4 separate regions of the Sus scrofa genome follow, and all the other regions are linked to region 3. The links are chromatin contacts, called in public HiChIP or PLAC-seq and promoter capture Hi-C maps. All regions are on one chromosome and are shown on one strand. The core of a region is the stretch at or near the end of the contact, and the rest is flanking DNA. Distances in the headings are between cores, read along the strand shown. Region 1 has its middle 110 kb from the start of EEPD1. Region 2 has its middle 75 kb from the start of EEPD1. Region 3 holds the start of EEPD1 (endonuclease/exonuclease/phosphatase family domain-containing protein 1). Region 4 overlaps EEPD1 (endonuclease/exonuclease/phosphatase family domain-containing protein 1).

Region 1 (4,534 bases), core at 192-2,691, 110 kb before region 3:
GTAGGGAAGAGGTAAACTACCGGGCTGAGCCAACAAATTCATGGCCAAGAAATGTTTTGTAAGGAAGAAATAGATCAGATATTTTTTATGGTCCTGAGCAGCAGGATGGGGGACGAGCTATTTAGACCTGAACGTAATCACAGTTCCCGGGCCAATCAGCATATCCGCTCGGGAACACAGGGCTCCTTGCGCAGCGCGGATGTGGTTTTAGTGCCAAATAACAGGGGTCAAAGGGCACATCTTTGCAATGGGGAGACTTCTATTCCCCATTCTTAGGACCTGACTGGGTTTTGCTTCTTTGTTTGTATTTTTTAGAAAAAGTAGAACGATTGCTCATTTCTCTTTACATTTAACTTCAAATCCCTTGTCTGATCCTGTCTGATTGGCAGTGCTTTTTCACAAGACTGTTTTACCTATTCACACGGAGCACGAATACCTGACGTTCCATCCGGAGGGTGACTTTTCCATGAGTGCTTCTCCCGGGCGCTGATGAATGAAGAGCTATACTTTAGAGAGGTTGGTCTGAATTCAGATTAAGGCAGCCATGACTAGGCCATCAGCATCATCAGTGTTTTCTGCACCAAGGCGGTTTGGGGAGCCCTGCATTCTTAGACCCAACCCCCCATGACCTCATCTGTAGAATGGGGATGACCTTACCTGCCCAGCCATTCCCACAGATTTGGAGAGGATCAAACAAGGGCATGGATGGGGAAGTGCTCTTTTGAGTTGCACAGACCGTCCTGGGATTGAGGTTTATTTCCACCATTTATTAATGACGGGTCCTTGGAAAAGTTACTTCACTGCATTGAGTCTTTGATAACTTACCTGTAAGGAAGGACACTGGTACCTGCCCACAAATGAGCTCCAAAGATTAAACGCGATTCCATGTATTGAAAGAAGGCGTAGTAACTGCTAAATACATAGTAGCTTTTACTACTATTGCAATCACCCCTAGGTTTAAAGCAGTCGCATCAACATAATGTTTCGTCAGCATCATCCATAGATTTGAAACAAGGGATATTTTGGGAGTTCCTTGGTGGCCTAGTGGTTAAGGATCTGGCATTGTCACGCTGTGGCATGGATTTGGGCTGGGAACTTCTGATGCCACAGGCTTGGCCAAAATATTAAAACAATTTTTTTTTTTTTTAAAGAAAGGATATTTTTGGAGCAGAGCAGTTGGAAAAAAATTTGGAAAATCTGTAGGGGGAGGAAAGTGCACGAAGTTGACGGGAAAGTTGGGAGAAAATGGCCTTTCTGGAGTGAAGTTCTGGGGTGGAGAGCCGTGGAAAACGGAGTCCAAGAAGTCAGCAGGAGCCAGACAGTGAAGGCCTCTTTCAGCTGGAATAAGACCTTAGATCTTGATCCGGAGAGTGTCAGGCCCTGAACTCTGTTTTTAGTGCTGGCCAGAGTGACTGGATTCCTCCCGTGATCCAGTGCCAGGACCTTGCAGCAGCAGGGCTTCTGAGCAGTGGGGCAGTGGGCCGAGCCCGCAGCAGAGAGGGGCCCTGGTTGGGTCATTTTGCTGAGGGCCCATGTGGTCAGCCCCAGGGTCATTGGCTCCCTGGCTGTGGTGCCAGCTGGGCTCACTCTCCAATTTGTTCATGTGACCCTGCCTTTCGCGGAGGGCTGGGGCTGCTCTGGCCCTCAGGTCCTCAGGTCATCTAATGCCTTGACTTTGTGTTTATCTTGACCTAAGTTTTTAAGGAAGAAATATGTGATTGTTATTATGGAAGTTACAAAGAAGAAAAGAAAGCCAGTAATTCCATTTTCAGACCTAACTACTGTCAGTTTACTTCTACTATGTAGGGTTTTTTTAAAATACTTTTTTTTTTTTTTCAGAGCAATTTATGGTTCATGGCAAAATTGAAGGGAAGATACAGATTTCCCACACACCCTGTACCCGTAACACATGTGCAGCCTCCCCTGTGCTCAGCCTCTAGCACCAGAGTGTGACATTTGTTACAAGTGATGAATTTTTTTTTTTTTTTTTTGGTCTTTTTGCCTTTTCTAGGGCCGCTTCCGTGGCTTATGGAGGTTCCCAGGCTAGGGGTCTAATTGGAGCCATAGCTGCCGGCCTACGCCAGAGCCACAGCAACGCGGGATCCGAGCCGCGTCTGCAACCTACACCACAGCTTATGGCAACGCTGGATCCTTAACCCACTCAGCAAGGCCAGGGATCGAACCCGCCACCTCATGGTTCCTAGTTGGATTCGTTAACCACTGAGCCACGACGGGAACTCCACAAGTGATGAATTTATATCGACACATTGTTATCCCCCAAAGTCCCTGGTTTGCTGACATTACATCCACTCTGGGTTTAAGACATTCTGTGAGTTTGGACCAGTGTGTGGTGGCCTGTATCCATCATTACGGTGTCATTGAGAGTATTTGCACTGCCCTAAAGACCTCTGGGCTTTACTTCATCATCCCCACCCTTTCCCCTGGCAATTGTTTATCTTTTTACTGTTTTCATAGTTTTTCCTTTTCCAAAATGGCCTACAGTTGGAATCAAACAGTACGTAACCTTTTCAGGTTGCTTCTGTCACCTAGAAATATGCATGTAAGTGTTTTCTGTGTCATTTCATGACTCAATAGCTTATTGCTTTTTGGTGCTGAGTGATATTCCATTATCTGGATACCCCCCAGTTTATTGATCCATACTGCATGGCGTCTTGGTTGTTTCCAGTTTGGGGCAGCTTTGAATAAAGCTGCTATAAATATAAAATTTTAAACATGATTTTGTAATACCCTTCTTTCATTCAACAATATATCATGGGAGTTCCTGTTGTGGCTCAGTGGTAATGAACCAAACTAGTATCCATGAGGACGAAGGTTTGATCCCTGGCCTCTCTCAATGGGTTAAGAATCCAGCATTGCTGTGAGCTGTGGTGTAGTTCACAGATGTGGCTCAGATCTGGCTTTGCTATGGCTGTGGTGTAGGCTGGCAGCTGTAGCTCCAATTCGATCCCTAGCCTGGGAACGTCCATCTACACAGGTGCAGCCCTAAAAAATAAAAAAAAAAAAAAATAAGAAAAGAGCATTTTGTCAAGTCATAAATATCCATATGCAATCTTATTTTAAGGATCACACTATAATCCATCACACGGATTAAATGCACTAATACCAATAGAGCCGTTAAAAAGACGAGTGGCATAGGGTGGGCACTCAGTATATCTTAGCAATTATTATAATATGGGTATGTTGTATAAACTGTATGTATAATTTAATCAGCCCTTTATTATTAAACATGAGGGTTGTTTTCACTTTTTCACTAGTGTAAATAAGATTCCGGTGTTCCTCCACGGACAAACCCGTACTCAGGGCTGTGATGCTTTTCTCAGGATGTACTCCTGGTTGTAGGATGGCTGAGTCATAGAATTTGTAACTTTTCTGTTTGCCAACTCAGGTTCCTAAGTACCTTTACCAGTTTATAGGCTGCTTAATTTCTTTTCCCTCTCCCAGTAAGCCAGAGTTTGGAGCTGACTTCTCCCCTGAGAGTGAGGGGGAGATGAAGACGTGACCATCCCATGTTGTGACAGGTGCTGGAAGGGATGAACCTGAGGCTAAACAGGAGCCCACGTAACCTGTGCTGAAGCCGTGTGTAAAGTGCCTGCCTTCGCTGCATCTTGATTTCTTGACCTGTAAAATCATTTCAGCAATACTTGCAGCTCTTAAATTTGATGAGAAGATGAAATGAAATCCCTAAGCCTCTTCCTACAGTGTTCAGCACATAGTCAGGCTCAGACCTGGCAGAGGCATTAGTAGATGTAGAAGCAGTACGATTAGTAGTGGCATGGCAGCAGCATTAGAGGCCCTGGAAAGATTTATGAATGAAAATAAATAAGGAGCATCTATGTTGTCACATCAAATATGAGGATCCATCAGTTTTTGGTCCAGGGACCAATGTGCCCAAGACAGCATTGTGGGGACTGGACCCACTGGGCCTTAGGGGTGGACTGGGGCAGTGGATCTAGAGTCAGAAGTCAGTCAAGAGGTCACTGGAACTGTCCAGAGAGGACAATTTCCATCAGGGATTTTTGCCTTATGAATATTTAAAGCAATTTTTCCAACATTGTTTTCTGGAAAGAAGAGATGACAAGCTCTAAAACCCAGAATTTCTGTATTTTTTTTTCTTTTTTTCATTTTTTCCTTTTAGGGCTGCACCTGTGGCATGTGGAAGTTCCCAGGCTAGGAGTCGAATCAGAGCTGTAGCTGCCAGCCTACATCATAGCTTGTGGCAATACCAGATCATTAACTCACTGAGCAAGGCCAGGGGTGGAACCCTCATCCTCAGGGAGACTACACGGGGTTCTTAACCCATAAGCCACAACAGGAACTCCTCTGTATTGTTTTTATTTAAAACCCATTAGTCAATTAAGAATAATGTATGCTTTTATACAACAGGGAAATGTGCTTAATGCCACTGAACCATACACTTTAAATAGTTAATTAAGATGGCAAATCTTATGTGCATTTTACCACAATTTAAATAGTTTTAAAAAAGAGTTTAAAAAGACTCCTAGAGGAATTCATA
Region 2 (4,519 bases), core at 1,093-3,592, 75 kb before region 3:
GAGCAGTGTTGGCAGAAGATGGACAAGAAAATTCTGCTGCTTTCAATAAAGTAAACCTGGAGACCATCACCTCTGAACGAGGAGTTTCCTCTATACCTTCTTTATAAGAAGCCCGGTACCTTGGACACCAACCTCCATTGTCAGTGCAGCTCTGCAGCCAAGGGGACTTATTGGAGCTGGATTACTGGGGGGGGGACTTCTGACCCTAAAAATGTCCTGGATGAGTAACCTTAAAGCAAATTGCCTATTCTTTCCAAACCTCAGTTTTCCTGATCTGTAAAATGGGGGAGAATAACAATCCCACCTCCTGAAATGACATCACATAACTCATGTAAGTACTGTAATCCCTTCATGTATATTATGTATTATTTTAATGACCCCAGTGAGGAATAAATTGAAAACTTCCTACAACAAACCTTTTGTCCCATATTTTGTTAAATGGTTCAGCCTTCTGCCCAATCCTGCAGCAAAGGCATTTTCCACATTATGAGTCATCTCTAAACCCTTGAAATAGGGTGAGTGTGAGAAGGGAACAGTGTTCTTGTTGCGGTAAAAATTTCCCCTTTTAATTAGTTGGGAAGGAAAGGTGACGGGGGAGGGGCATGGAGCTCTAGGAGCTGGCGAAGGAGGGAGGAGGTGATTCTGAGCGATTGTCGATGGTCAGTGGTGCTACCGCCAGCACTGGGGATGGGTCAGAAATGACAGACTACTTGCCGTGTGGCCTCAGTCCCATCACAGACAGGGAACACTTTAAATCTTTGAATTTAAAAGAGATTCATAAATGGTGGTCTGGAGTTCTCTTGCAACGTTAAGGATCTGGTGTTGTCACTGCAGTGGCCCGGGTCCCTGCTGTGGTGGGGGTTCAGTGCCTGGCCTGGGAACTTCCAGATGCCGAAGGTGTGGCCACAAAACAAAACAAAAAAATATGACAGTCTGGAAGGAATTTTGACGTGAGCTAATTCCTGGGGAGACTCTATATCGTCAAAGACGAAGGCAAAACAGCAAGTAGTGACGAAGTGACTGTGTTCAAACGAGAGAGTATTCTGGCATCTCTGAATTTCATGTCAGGAAAGCAGGCCTTGGGGAAGGGATGGGCTGGGGTTTGGGATGGAAATGTTGGCTGTGATGACGATTGTACAACTATGAATGTAATAAAATTCATTGAGTTAAAAAAAAATCAGGAGTTCCCATTGTGGCACAGCAGAAATGAATCCGACTAGTATCCATGAGGATGTGGGTTCGATTCCTGGCCTCAGTCAGTGGGTCAGTGATCTGGTGTTGCCATGAGCTGGGATGTAGTTCAGAGACACAGCTCAGATCCCACGTGGCTGGGCTGTGGTATAGGCCGGCAGTGATAGCTCTGATTCAGCCCCTGGCCTGGGAACTTTCTTATGCTGTGGGTGTGGCCCTAAAAAGCAAAAAATAAAAAATCAGGCCTTTATCCTAGACTGCCATGAAATTTGAGTAAACTGCAATCTATAGAGTGGGATATGCAGAAACATGTTCCCGGTACCAGCTCCTGATCAGCAGGTTTAAATCAATAGTGGCCCAAACTCGAGTCTCACAGCCTCCTGATGGATGAACTTTTCCTTCCTTTCCCAGTTTTTGTGTAAAATCAATCAAATCTATGGGCATCAAAAAAAACAAAAAAACAAACCTTTGCCCTTGTCAAATCTCCCAGCCGTGATTGTGTAATGAGATGGAGAAGTTCTATTTCTCAGACTTCCTCTTGGAGAAAATACTACACTGTTTGGAAAGAAATTGTTTGTTCTGCCTCTTGGGAAGGAGAGGAAGGCCTCAAGAACAAGGCCAAAGCTGAAAATTTTTACTGAAGTGAAAGGGCCCAGAAGAGGTCCCTGTCCCCCCTAGGAGGGTGTGGGGGTGGGCTCTTGCCCCTCCCCCTCATTAACCCCCTTCAATAGTCACTAAAGTGGCTACCTTCAGGCCATGCTTGGTGCAAGTGGATTTTTTTTTTTTTTAAGGGCCGCAAATGTGGGATATGGACGTTCCCAGGCTGGGGGCCGAATTGGAGCTGTAGCCTCTAGCCTACACCAAAGCCACAGCAACACCAGATCTGAACTGTGTCTTTGACCTACACCTCAGCTCATGGCAACACCAGATCCTTAACCTACTGTGTGGGGCCAGAGATCGAACCCACGTCCTCATGGATACTAGTCGGGTTCGTTGCTGCTGAGCCATGATGGGAACTCCCGAAAGTGGATTCTTATAGGTAGAAATTGGTGAGGGGGCTGAGCTTTGCACTGGTTGATGCAGGCAAAGCAGAGGCAGGCCAGAGCCTCAGCTGGAGGGGCAGGGAGGCCTTGCCGGCGTCTGGGTTACAGTTCTCAGTAGATGGGCCTGGCCACCTGGAGCCAGTGAAGGAGGCTGTACGATCATCATCCACTGCTGCCAAGCAGGACTTCGTACTTTCCTGTGGCCCTGGGCTGCCAGAGCCACATCTGCTTCGAGTCAACACACCCACTTTCAGATACATCTAAGGCGAACTTTGAGCTCACCCCAGAGCCGTGGAGCACATGCTGTTTGGGGCTGAATTCGGGTTGGAGTGAGATAGGCAGACCGGCCTTCTTCCAAGGGCATCCAAGAGTCTATTATAACCTTTCGCTGGCCGTGCCTTCCCACAGCACCAGCTCAGGCTCCTCCCCTCCTTGCATTTCTAGGCAACCCCAGCCTGTCCCAGTTGCTGATATCAGCCAATGAAAGTTTATTTATTTATTTCATTTTATTTTACTTATTTATTTATTTAGTCTTTTTAGGGCTACACCTGCAGCATATCGAAGTTACCAGGCTAAGGGTGGAATCAGAGTTATAGCTGCTGGCCTATGTCACAGCCACAGCAATGCAGGATCTGAGCCGCACCTGCGACCTATACTACAGCTCATGGCAACACCAGATCCTTAACCCACTGAGCGAGGCTAGGGATCGAACCTTCGTCCTCATGGATGCTAGTCGGGTTCGTTAACCCCTGAGCCACAATGGGAACTCCTCAATGACAGTTTAGAATTTCAGCTTGGCCATGCATGTGTGTGTGCGTGTGTGTGTGTGTATGTTTATATTTGTAAGGTATTTATTTAGTATAAATATTTATGATCTTCTTTCTTGCCCGCTTTTTTGCCCTAATCATATTTAATTCTTAAATCCCTGTGCTGCTTTCACAACCCTAAATGAGGCACAAAATTTATGTAAGGGATGGTACTTGAGTGGCAGCTAAGGAAAAAGTCACAGTCTAGGGGCACAGTTAGCCATCTCCTTTGAGCGTTCCGCATTTCCCCAGATCCTTCCAGCAGGGAGGACAAGGGCAGTTGAAAAGAGAGATTCATTTTCACACCAGTTTCTAAAACCTCGCAGTATTTCTAATACCTGGAGGGAGCTGCTCTGGAACAAGGAGGCTTCCTGTTGAGTCTCTGGTCACATAGGACCTCAGGCCTGCTTGAGCCACAGGCCTGGGGCAGCGGTGAAGGGCACTAGGGAAGGAGGTGCATGACTCTGCTGACCAGATATGCTGTCCTGAGGTCTGTGGACCCAGAAATAAAGGAAATCTACAGATGGTTTCCAAAGGGCAGAAAGAGAGACAAGACCCCAACTCAAAGCCTACGAAATTGCTGGGCTTGTTTACATAACAGTAGCATCTTCCAGAAGCTGACGGTGGCAAACATTAGCACTGGAGGGGTGAAGGCTCCTGAGGGTGGAAGCCATGCAACAGGGCTGCAGGCTGCGGCCAGGGAGACCTCGACGGTAGGGGGCCCCCTTGCGGTTCGACACAGCTGGTGGTCTATAAAGCCCCTGGGTGGACCCCCACCGTCGTTTCTATGTTCTCCTGGGCTGCATCGTAATCCTCTTCTGTCACTCTGTAGCTTCAGTCAATTTGCTGAACACAAATGTCTTGGGTCAGTTGTGTTTGAGAGAATGAAGGACCTGGGTCTATACTTGGGGCTGGAGCTGACCTAGAAGATGCGCCCAGCCCGAAAAAGCCTAGATTGTCAGGGAGAACCTGGAGCAGGTGGCCCCGAGAGAGGGGACCCACAAACCTCAACTGCAGACCTTCCTGTTTCCCCTTTTGGCTTCTCACCCTCTCCCCATCATCACATTCTCCTTGCCTCCCTTTTATTTTTATTTGTTGCTTTTTAGGGCCACACCTCTGGCATACAGAAGTTCCCAGGCTGGGGGTTGAATCAGAGCTGCAGCTGCCAGCCTACACCATGGCAACGCAGGATCCGAGCCGCATCCTCATGGGTACTAGTCGGGTTCGTTACTGCTGAGCCACAATGGGAGCTCCCTGCTTGCCTCCCTTTTAATTTATACCTGGGTTTTGTTCTCTCCTTTAAGAATGAAGGCCCTACACCGTTAGCCCTGAAAGTAACGTTGACAAAATCCAGAAGGCAACTCTGGATTGTTGTGCTTTCACCTCGTTGTGCTGCCTAATCTTGGTGTTGCTGTCTCGCTGAAACAGTCCCGAGAGTCTATGCTGATTTTGCAAGAATAAATAGTTGTGGTTCAGATA
Region 3 (4,646 bases), core at 1,232-3,731:
CAACTTCCTCCTTTCCACTCCAGGTCACCTGCCTCTCCTCCCCCAAATAATCCTGTCTCTCTCTTTCTCTCTCCCTCTTTTTTAGGTGCAAAGAGCATTCCTGGTTTATTTTTTTGAAGATTTCCCCCTGGCCTTTACTAAGGTATATCAAAGTACACTCAGTTGCACATATTTAAAGAACACAATTCCGTCAGTTTTGACATACATACAACTGTGAAACCATGGCACCTCCGATATGTGCATCATCTCCCAAAGTTTCCTTGTGTCCTTTTTTAATCCATTCCTCTAGCACATCCCCAAGCAACTGCTGATCTTCATCCTCTCTCTATAGATTAGGTTATATTTTCCAGAGTTTTGTATAAATGGAATCATACAATATGCTCTCTTTTTTTATGGCTTTTTATGACTTCTTTCATTCAGTATGATTTTGAGATTCTTCAATATTGTGGGTATTAGCAGTTTGTCTTTATCCCTGAGTAGTATTTCATTGTATGAATATATCACAATTTGCTTATCCATTCTCTGCTGGTAGATTTGCATTGTTTCTAGTTTGGAACAAAGTTCCAATTAAGTTTCATGTATAAGACAATGGGTTTTATGCTTTCCTTTCTCTTTGGTAAACACCTATGAATGGAATGGTTGGCTTGTATGGCAGATGAATGTTTCGCTCTTTAAGGAACTGCCAAACTGATTTCCAAAGTGGTTGTACCTTCTCACACTCCCAGGGAAAATGTATGAGAGTGTCAATTGCTCCACATCCTCACCAACATTTGGTATCATCAGTCATTTTAAATTTAGCTTTCCTGTTGTGGTTTATGTTTGTTTGTTTTAGGGCATGGCAGTTTAGATACCTCTTGGCTTCATTTCTAAAAGGGGGAACACATATTTAGGTTTATAGGGAATGAAACCAGAGGATGCCTGTTGTGTCAGTGCAGTTAAGAGTGTCCTTCTTAACCTCCAAAGTGTTCTGGTTTGGATAATAAAATAGGTGTTATATCTATGTCTGGCCCACTAGCAATGCCCTCAGGCTGTCCATCCACAGCCTCAAAGGCTCATCATGGCCTTCTGATCAACAAAGATTCTTCCCTCCTCTGAAGAGATTTTCCTGATTAAACGTTTCTTTTTTCCCCTTATCACAGAAGGGTTACAGGAGGAAAGGAGTAGCTTAATGTGGCCTAGTGCTGGGGTAGGGGAGCAAGTGGAAGAAATAGAGGGACCAGGTCCTGATGACATCATGTGAGCTGGATGACATAGGTAGGATCTATTCCTTAACTTTTCTGCACAAGAACCTTTTTTTGGGGGGAGGGGAGTCTAAGCTAGTATGATTGGATTTCTGTCACTTGCAATTAGGAATCCTGACTAGTATACAGTCAGAAAGGCAGTAACATTTTGCCAAGGCTTGGCTTGCTGTCTTTTCACATCTGAGGTACCTCTGCCTTCCTTGAGGCTTAGTTTTTGCTGACCTAGCCTGGGGAATTTAAAGAAGCATTGGTCACATTGCTTGGTGATGAAACTTCAGAGGTTGAATACAGATGAATACCCAGGGTCAAAGTATGCAATGGTATCACCACATAGTTTGTGTAATCAAGTACCTCAGTAATGCCACTGTAATGCAGCATGTTCTTTAACCTGTCATCAAATTGTCCTTAAAGTGGTTTGATTTGAAAACTGTTCTGAAGTTCAGGAAGCAGCCTCCTTTTCCAACTAGCAAGTTTTCTCTCCTTAATGACTAGATGTAAAAATATCCATATTTACTCAGAGTGCTAAACATGCAAATGAGCAACTACGTGACCTAAGCGAACACATCTCTAATGGGTGGTGCACGCCCTCTCCTAGTAGCACAATGAGTTACTAGGGTTGTTTGAGGACATCTCTCTGTAAGCAGTGCAAAGGTAATACTCCAGAGTAAAAGAGGAGACCGAAAGCGCAGGACAGAAGTTTAAAAAGATCCCCTTCAGTCCTCTCTCTAACGTTCTCAGACAGAACTGAGCAAGGCCCCAGAGCCGCAGGCGTGCCTCCCTCACTGCAAGTGCCCTGGTCCGGTCCCCACGCCCCAAAGCGGACTAAACTGGGCTGGCAGCCCAGTCGCCTCTGCTGCACCCCTGGGTGCCGCCCGCCGAAAGGCAGCCGGGCAGGTCTCGCCTTGGGCGAGACTAAAAAGCCTCTATCCAGCACAGCCAGCTCTGGGCCCCCAGCAGCAAGCTGGGCTCTGGACCCTAGGACATCCTGCGGGTGACCCGCCGCAACCGCCATGGCGTCGGCCCCGCCTCTTCAGGGTCTCAATCCCGCCTCCGCGCTCCAGGGGCTCGCCCCCTCCCACCATGGCCCCGCCTCCTCCCTCCGTGTTCCTTCACCGCCCGCATGCGCTCGGGCCAGCCCTCTCACAGCACAGCCCCGCCTCTCACACTCCGGAGGCTCGCATTCCTCCACCTCTCGTCCTGGCCCCACCCCTGAGCTCCGTGGCCCCACCCCTCGCACTCCAGGACCCCGCCTCCGCGCTCTCGGCTTCCGCGCTCTCGGGTCCGGTCCTCCCGTTCGGGCCCCGCCCCACGTGCCCTCCGAGTCCCGGGGAGGAGTTGGCGCGCGGGAGGAGGCGTGGCCGTGGTGTCTGCGGAGGCGCGGGCGTCGCGGCCGGGACTTTGGCTTTGACACCGACAGCAAGCAGGAGCCGTGGCTCTGGTGCTGGGGTCTGGACGCGGTTCTTGCGGACCCCGCTTTCGAGGCGAGAGCAGGACTTTTTTGCCTGGATCAACGCAACTGCGGCGCTGGTGCAGCAATAGGCTTTGGTGCTGCCGCGGAGCCGAATTTCACCGCCGCTGCCGCCTCCGCGAAGCCCTGCAGCTCCTGCCGGTTCTGGGAGAGCGACTCTGAGAGTTTCTCCAGCAGGAAGAGCTGGGACCCGTGGCCCGAAGCGGCGTGGGAGAGATCCTGCGGCCCATCCCTGACCTGCCCCCACGTGGGCACTAGGGCTGAAAACTGGGGCCCCGCGCTGTCCCGGGTTGGGCTCAGGCTTCGGAGCCGCAGGTGGAAGGAGAACAGCCCGGAGGAGTGGCTCTGAGGTGGGGCGCGGGGACCCGCGGCGGGTCTGATGGGGGGCGATAAACCCCTTCTCTTTGCCCGCACTAGTGAGGGCGAAATTCCCAAGTTGCTGGTGGTGCTGAGTGTCAGCGCAAGGGACGGGGCGCGCTCTCCCATCCGCCAGAGAACCCAAACGGGGGCTACCGTAGCGCCCCAGGGCTGGGAGAATTGAGAGAGGCAGGGACAAGAGGTGTAGGCCGAAGGGGATAGGTCTCTTTCCAAGAGGAGCGGTTCATAGCAGTTTGGATCGTAATGTGATGAAAATTGGACCTCACCAGCGGAAAATCCTCCTGGGCCAGCCCCCTCGTGTGTGTGTTTTCAGTGGTTCACGGGACAGGCGTCAGCGCTGGACTCCTGGCCAAGGACTCCAGCTCTAGTTTGGCGTGCTAATGCCAACTGATTCACGGAGTCAATCGATTTGTATTTTTATTTATTTGTTTTCCAGGTGGCCAAGTGAAAGTGTGAACACTCTGGGCATGGAGATTTAGTGTTTGTGGTGCCCACTTCGTGCCCTGACTCCTTCACCTTACCTTTTTCTGCGTCTGTGAGGTCTACCAGGCTTCTTCTCTAGCCAGCGAGTTCTGCGGTGGTGAGGCCTTCCTGGGCCCCTGATCCTGGCCGGCCATGGGGAGCACGCTGGGCTGCCACCGCTCCATCCCCCGGGACCCCTCAGACCTGTCCCATAGCCGCAAGTTCAGTGCTGCCTGCAACTTCAGCAACATCCTGGTGAACCAGGAGCGGCTCAACATCAACACCGCCACGGAGGAGGAGCTGATGACCCTGCCTGGGGTGACGCGTGCAGTGGCACGCAGCATCGTGGAGTACCGCGAGTACATTGGTGGCTTCAAGAAGGTGGAGGACCTGGCGCTGGTCAGTGGCGTGGGTGCCACCAAGTTGGAGCAGGTCAAGTTCGAGATCTGCGTGAGCAGCAAGGGCAGCTCCGCGCAGCACTCTCCCAGCTCCCTGAGGCGGGACCTGCTGGCCGAGCAGCAGCCTCACCACCTGGCCACCTCCGTGCCCCTCACCCCGCGCGTCAACATCAACACAGCCACCCCCGCTCAGCTCATGAGCGTGCGTGGCCTCACGGAGAAGATGGCCATCAGCATCGTGGACTACCGCCGGGAGCACGGACCCTTCCGCAGCGTCGAGGACCTGGTGAGGATGGGCGGCATCAATGCCGCCTTCCTGGACAGGATACGGCACCAGGTGTTTGCCGAGAGGTCCAGGCCCCCGTCCACCCACACCAACGGGGGCCTGACCTTCACCGCCAAGCCTCACCCCAGCCCCACCTCGCTGAGCTTGCAGAGTGAGGACCTGGACCTGCCGCCAGGGGGACCTACGCAGATCATCTCCACGCGGCCTTCGGTGGAGGCCTTTGGGGGCACAAGGGACGGGCGGCCTGTGCTGAGGCTGGCCACCTGGAACTTGCAGGGCTGTTCAGTGGAGAAGGCCAACAACCCGGGGGTGCGGGAGGTGGTGTGCATGACGCTCCTGGAAAACAGGTAAGTTCAGGAACCACTAAGTGCGTTGGGTGTGAAGGCAGCTCTTGCGTGGCCTCATCTGTGCGT
Region 4 (4,543 bases), core at 1,811-4,310, 120 kb after region 3:
ACAAAAAAGAAATTTACTGTCTTAACCATCGTTTATCGTACAGGTCAGTCGTATTAGGTGCATTTACAGTTTCCCAACCGTCACCACCATCTACCTCTAGAACTTTTTCATCTTCCAAACTGAAACTCTGTTTCCATTAAACACAAACTCCTCATTCCCCCTTTTCCCCCAAACCCTAACAACCCTGTGAATGGACGACTCTAGGTATCTCACATAAGTAGACTCTCAGACTGTTTGTCCTTCGGCTAGCTTATTTTGCTCACCTTATGTCTTCATGGTTTGTGGTGTCAGCGTTTCCTTTCCTTTTAGGGCCCAGTGCTATTCCCTTCCTCAGTCAGTGGACACGCGGGTTGTTTCCAGCTCTTGGCTGTTGTGAATCACTGTGAATAATGAACCTGGGTATGCCGCTGACCTCTGAACCAGGAGGTGCTGTGACCCGCATTCCCCTTAAATTACGAATCTTTGCAGTTCCCATTGTGGCGCAATGGAAACAAATCCGACTGGGAACCATGAGGCTGCGAGTTCAATCCCTGGCTTCACTCAGAGGGTTAAAGATCTGGCGTTGCCGTGAGCTGTGGTGTAGGTTGCAGACATGGCTTGCTGTGGCCATGGTGTAGACTGGCAGCTAGAGCTCCGATTCGACCCCTAGCCTGGGAAGCTCCAAACGCCGCTGTGGCCCTAGAAAAGAAAAGAAAACAAAACAAAACAAAAATGATGAACCTTTGGGCTAAAAAAAAAGTCAGAAGGTTATTTAGGTTGAGATCTTTTACCCAAGAGTTTCTAACCTATGAAAAATGATGACTTGATAGCTTTTAAATCTGTGGACATTTCCCTTGTTCTCAAACTCAGGCTTCGGCTTTTCCTTACACGGAAGCACTGAACAAAGTACGCCAGTTCCCACCTTCTCTGATAACCTCAGGCCCTCGCTGTTTTTTCTGATAGCCAGCCAGGCATCCAGTTTATGTCAGAAAACCTGGGCAGGGTATTGTTTCGAGGTGCCAGGGGACTATTGACCCACATCTGACTCGGCCTTGACGTGCCCAGGTAGGGACAGTGACTCATGTCCCTGCCACCCCCTGCTTATAACTAACATCGACCTCATTGCTGCCGGCGACGCGGCAGAGCCGGGATTCGGGAAGCGCTGCAGCCCAGAGGCCGGCGAGGCTAAATCGATGCGCAGAGGCAGGCGGTTCAGCCGAAACAAAGGCTGAGTCTTTATTCCACAGGCGTCTTCCTATCAGGGCAAACAGAGCCATCGATTAGCAGACGCTGGGCCTTTCTGCCCTCGTCTGGAATGTGCACCCCGTTGACGTCGGCGGGGGCGGATCCCCATTCTCTGCTGGAACTCAGCCCCGGGTGGGGCCTGCTCTGCAAACCAGCAGGAGTGACACAGGGCGGAGAGGGGCTCGGCCTCCAGGGAAGACCTGCCCCCACTGGGGACCAGCTCCTGAGACCCTACGTCTAGAGGCTCTGAGGAAATCGGCCCTGCGCGTTCTCCCCTCACTTCTGGAAACTAAGAAAACAATTAAGGAGCCCACCCTGGTGAACGGCCCTTTAGGAGAATTCAGGCCCATGCATATCTGTGGCCTCTAAAGAAGACTGGAGTTCCCGTTGTGGCTCAGTGGGTTAAGAACCCAACATAGTATCCGTGAGGATGCAGGTTCAAACCCTGGCCTGGCTCAGTGGGTTAAGGATCCGGTGTTGCCGCGAGCTGTGGTGTAGGTCACAGATGTGGCTCAGATCCTGTGTTGCTGTGGCTGTGGTGTAGACATACAGCTGACGCTCCAGTTTGGCCCCTAGCCCAGGAACCTCTGTATGCCTCAGGTGTGCTGTAAAACAAAAAGAGAGAGAGGAAGAAGATGAGTTGTAAGAAACCTGGATGATTCAGTTCAAAAAGAGTTGTGTCAGAGTTCCCATCGTGGCTCAGTGGAAACAAATCTGACTACCATCCATGAGGACGCAGGTTCGATCCCTGGCCTCACTCACTGGGTTAAGAATCTGACGTTGCCATGAGCTGTGGTGTAGGGCACAGAGGCATGGCTGTGGCTGTGGCATAGGCTGGCAGCTGCAGCTCGGATTCAACCCCTAGCCTGGGAACCTCCATATGCCGAGGGTGCGGCCCTAAGAAGACAAAAGACAAAGAAAAAAAAAAGAGCTGTGTTGTCATCCCTGACATTACACAGAGCTGAGTTTATTGGTCCTTGGCACCAGCGTCTCTCCTGGTTTCGGAATTGTCTTTTCCAGTCCAAACTTTATAGGCTTGCATCCCCGTGAAAAAAGCTCTACGTGGGAACCTTCTGCCTCCATCTTTCTTAATATCCGTTTTCCGTGATATTCAGTAAATGTAGCATCTTTCTCTTCTTTCTTTTCAAAAATACCCTGCACTTTAAATCTGAGGTTTTTCTCGTCTCTCTGTCACCATTTATTCCACACGTGTGGATCGAGGGTCTGCCAGGCAGCAGGCTCTGCTCCAGGCATGGGGGGCTTTTCTGTTCTCGCTCTTTGTTAAGAGCCCTGGGTTTGAGAGCTGCCTGGGGGATGTGAGCAAACCCTTCCACCTCTCAGGGCCTGATACCCTGCGAGGGCTCAGCAGAGGGTCATGAGCCCTGGCCACGTGTAACTTGTCAGTAGTAATATTCTCTAGTTGGCTTTCCTGTGGGAAGTTGGCACTGATTTCTCAAGACAGCTTGGTTGGGCTTGCCCTGCTCTGGGTGCCAAGGTAGCTGTGATCTAGCAGGAGGGATTACATCTCTGTGGGTCACACTGTGACTGCGGAAAAGGCTTCTGTCCCTCGCGCCCCCTGGAGGAGGCGGTCACGGGCAGGGCACGAGTGCCCTCTGCTGGTAGCTTTGTGTTATTTCCCTTTCAATTTCTTTCTCCAGCCATTATTACTGAAGCACATTTGCATCAAGGAAAAAGATTTGCTGAGGGTCTCAGATGCATTTGGCCCTCGTTTATGAACTGCTTTCCTTAAAGCTTCCCTTGAAGGGTGTGACAAGAATGCCGTTCCCTGCGGTAACCTGGCTCCACTGAAGGGAACCTCGAGACAGGAAGTGACGGTCCAGTTGGGCCGTCAGTGGGAATCCCAGGGAATGTAGCTAGGCCATCTGGCCTTCCTGAATGATCTACTCACTTTGGAAAAGACTTCACAACTATCTCACTTACTCTAGTAAATCAAACTCTGACAGAAATGTTGAAATACTTTAAAAAGAAAAGCTTTCCACTTTGTCTGAGTCTCCTCGGGCCACCATGACAAAATGCCACAGACTGGGTGGCTTCGACAACAGACACTTGCTTTCTCACAGTTCCAGAGGCTGGAAGGTCCATGATCAAGGTGTGGGCGGGGTTGGTTTCTTCTCCTTGACTTGTAGAGGCCGACTTCTCCCTGCATCTCCATGAGGTCTCCTCTGTGCTCCTTAAGTGTTTGTTGAGCTTTTGTTAAATATCTAAGTGTGACTTTTAAGCCTTCTATGCTGTGAGATTTGGAACCCATGATCCAGAACAACAGTGATCTCTGCATCACATCTCCAGATGTGTCACTGACCTACCCTTAAAGTTGCAGGGAAGAGGCGGGGTTTTGCGCAAGGAATTTGGAAAAATTGGGAGAATAACTTTGGGGAGTCAAATGAGAGTCCTCCTCCCGCTCAAAGGAGCTGTGATCAGTGTTGGTTTATTTCACCTCATTCATTCCTGACTTTCTTTCTTCTACTTCCAGGAGAAAAAGATGTGATCGTCTTAGGGGATTTCGGCCAGGGGCCAGACAGCAGTGACTACGACATCTTGAGGAAGGAGAAATTCCACCCCCTGATCCCCGCGCACACCTTCACCAACATCAGCACCAAGAATCCTCAAGGCTCGAAGACGCTGGACAACATCTGGATCAGTAAAAGCTTAAAGAAGGTTTTCACAGGTAAAGCATAAGTGCTGTTCAGAAACCAGTAAGAGACACCCGTCTGAACTGATGCTTTCAGATCATTTGGTCTGAATAAAAGCCACAAGCGAATTTCCCTCCTCTGTGGGCCTCTTTTGGGGTTAACTTTTAGGTGGCTGTATTCAAACAGAGCCACTTTAAGAGTGAAGGAGGGTGTGAAAAATAATGAAAGGCACTCACTGATCTGCAGCGGGGGAAGGCAAGTGTGTCCTGGACAGACCTCGTTCTGAGCTGAGACAGTTTGCACAGGCAGACAGGATGGCTGGGGGGGTCTTGTCGGGGAGCCCACCCCACCGCTGCCGGCTGGCCTATGACCTCCCAGCCCCCAGCCTGACCTCTGGGTCCCTCTCCCCTCTGCCTCCAGGTCACTGGGCTGTCGTGAGAGAAGGCCTCACGAACCCTTGGATTCCAGACAACTGGTCCTGGGGCGGAGTGGCTTCGGAACACTGCCCCGTGCTCGCCGAGTTTTACACGGAGAAGGACGGCAGCAGGAAGGAGGGCCCTCGGAACAGCAGCGGGGTCACCCTAGAGCCAAGTGAGGCCAACATTAAGCACGAGCGATGATGACGCCAAGTCGGTTTTCCACCCGCAACCCCGGAGGCGAGGAGCTCG

Evidence for each region. Promoter capture Hi-C pulls out the DNA fragments that hold promoters and counts their contacts. HiChIP or PLAC-seq counts read pairs in DNA pulled down with a chosen protein or histone mark.
Region 1: a promoter capture Hi-C map of liver shows a contact between it and region 3, with 5 times the contacts expected there. The contact joins the enhancer-like site here to the promoter of EEPD1 in region 3. A contact is called at or near these places in 4 of 5 promoter capture datasets (fetal liver, liver and skeletal muscle), 19 of 47 Hi-C or Micro-C datasets (adipocytes, adipose tissue, alveolar macrophages and 10 more) and 2 of 2 datasets of contacts at active chromatin or transcription factors (alveolar macrophages and skeletal muscle).
Region 2: a contact with region 3 is called in an H3K27ac HiChIP or PLAC-seq map of alveolar macrophages. The contact joins the enhancer-like site here to the promoter of EEPD1 in region 3. A contact is called at or near these places in 1 of 5 promoter capture datasets (fetal skeletal muscle), 4 of 47 Hi-C or Micro-C datasets (liver, mesenchymal stem cells, skeletal muscle and 1 more) and 2 of 2 datasets of contacts at active chromatin or transcription factors (alveolar macrophages and skeletal muscle).
Region 4: a contact with region 3 is called in an H3K27ac HiChIP or PLAC-seq map of skeletal muscle. The contact joins the enhancer-like site here to the promoter of EEPD1 in region 3. A contact is called at or near these places in 3 of 5 promoter capture datasets (fetal liver, liver and skeletal muscle), 25 of 47 Hi-C or Micro-C datasets (adipose tissue, alveolar macrophages, blood and 13 more) and 2 of 2 datasets of contacts at active chromatin or transcription factors (alveolar macrophages and skeletal muscle).

Annotation. Positions count from the first base shown.
Region 1 is chr18:38,059,133-38,063,666 of Sscrofa11.1, reverse strand. No RefSeq gene overlaps it. Among named protein-coding and RNA genes, the nearest start is that of EEPD1, 110 kb to the right of the region's middle. Within about 2 kb of position 1,441, at least 15 of the 83 cell types and tissues checked have an H3K27ac peak or open chromatin away from gene starts, as enhancers often do. A contact at or near this core is called in adipose tissue, liver, retroperitoneal adipose tissue and 1 more, where this site is marked.
Region 2 is chr18:38,021,189-38,025,707 of Sscrofa11.1, reverse strand. No RefSeq gene overlaps it. Among named protein-coding and RNA genes, the nearest start is that of EEPD1, 75 kb to the right of the region's middle. Within about 2 kb of position 2,342, at least 9 of the 83 cell types and tissues checked have an H3K27ac peak or open chromatin away from gene starts, as enhancers often do. A contact at or near this core is called in alveolar macrophages and subcutaneous adipose tissue, where this site is marked.
Region 3 is chr18:37,946,690-37,951,335 of Sscrofa11.1, reverse strand. EEPD1 (endonuclease/exonuclease/phosphatase family domain-containing protein 1) reads left to right here and starts at 2,481. Exons shown (of 8, transcript XM_013985720.2): 1 at 2,481-3,059; 2 at 3,524-4,580. The coding sequence starts at 3,703.
Region 4 is chr18:37,824,873-37,829,415 of Sscrofa11.1, reverse strand. It overlaps EEPD1 (endonuclease/exonuclease/phosphatase family domain-containing protein 1), which reads left to right. Exons shown (of 8, transcript XM_013985720.2): 7 at 3,716-3,910; 8 at 4,296-4,543. The coding sequence ends at 4,495. Among named protein-coding and RNA genes, the nearest start is that of KIAA0895, 110 kb to the right of the region's middle. Within about 2 kb of position 3,060, at least 20 of the 83 cell types and tissues checked have an H3K27ac peak or open chromatin away from gene starts, as enhancers often do. A contact at or near this core is called in adipose tissue, alveolar macrophages, fetal skeletal muscle and 4 more, where this site is marked.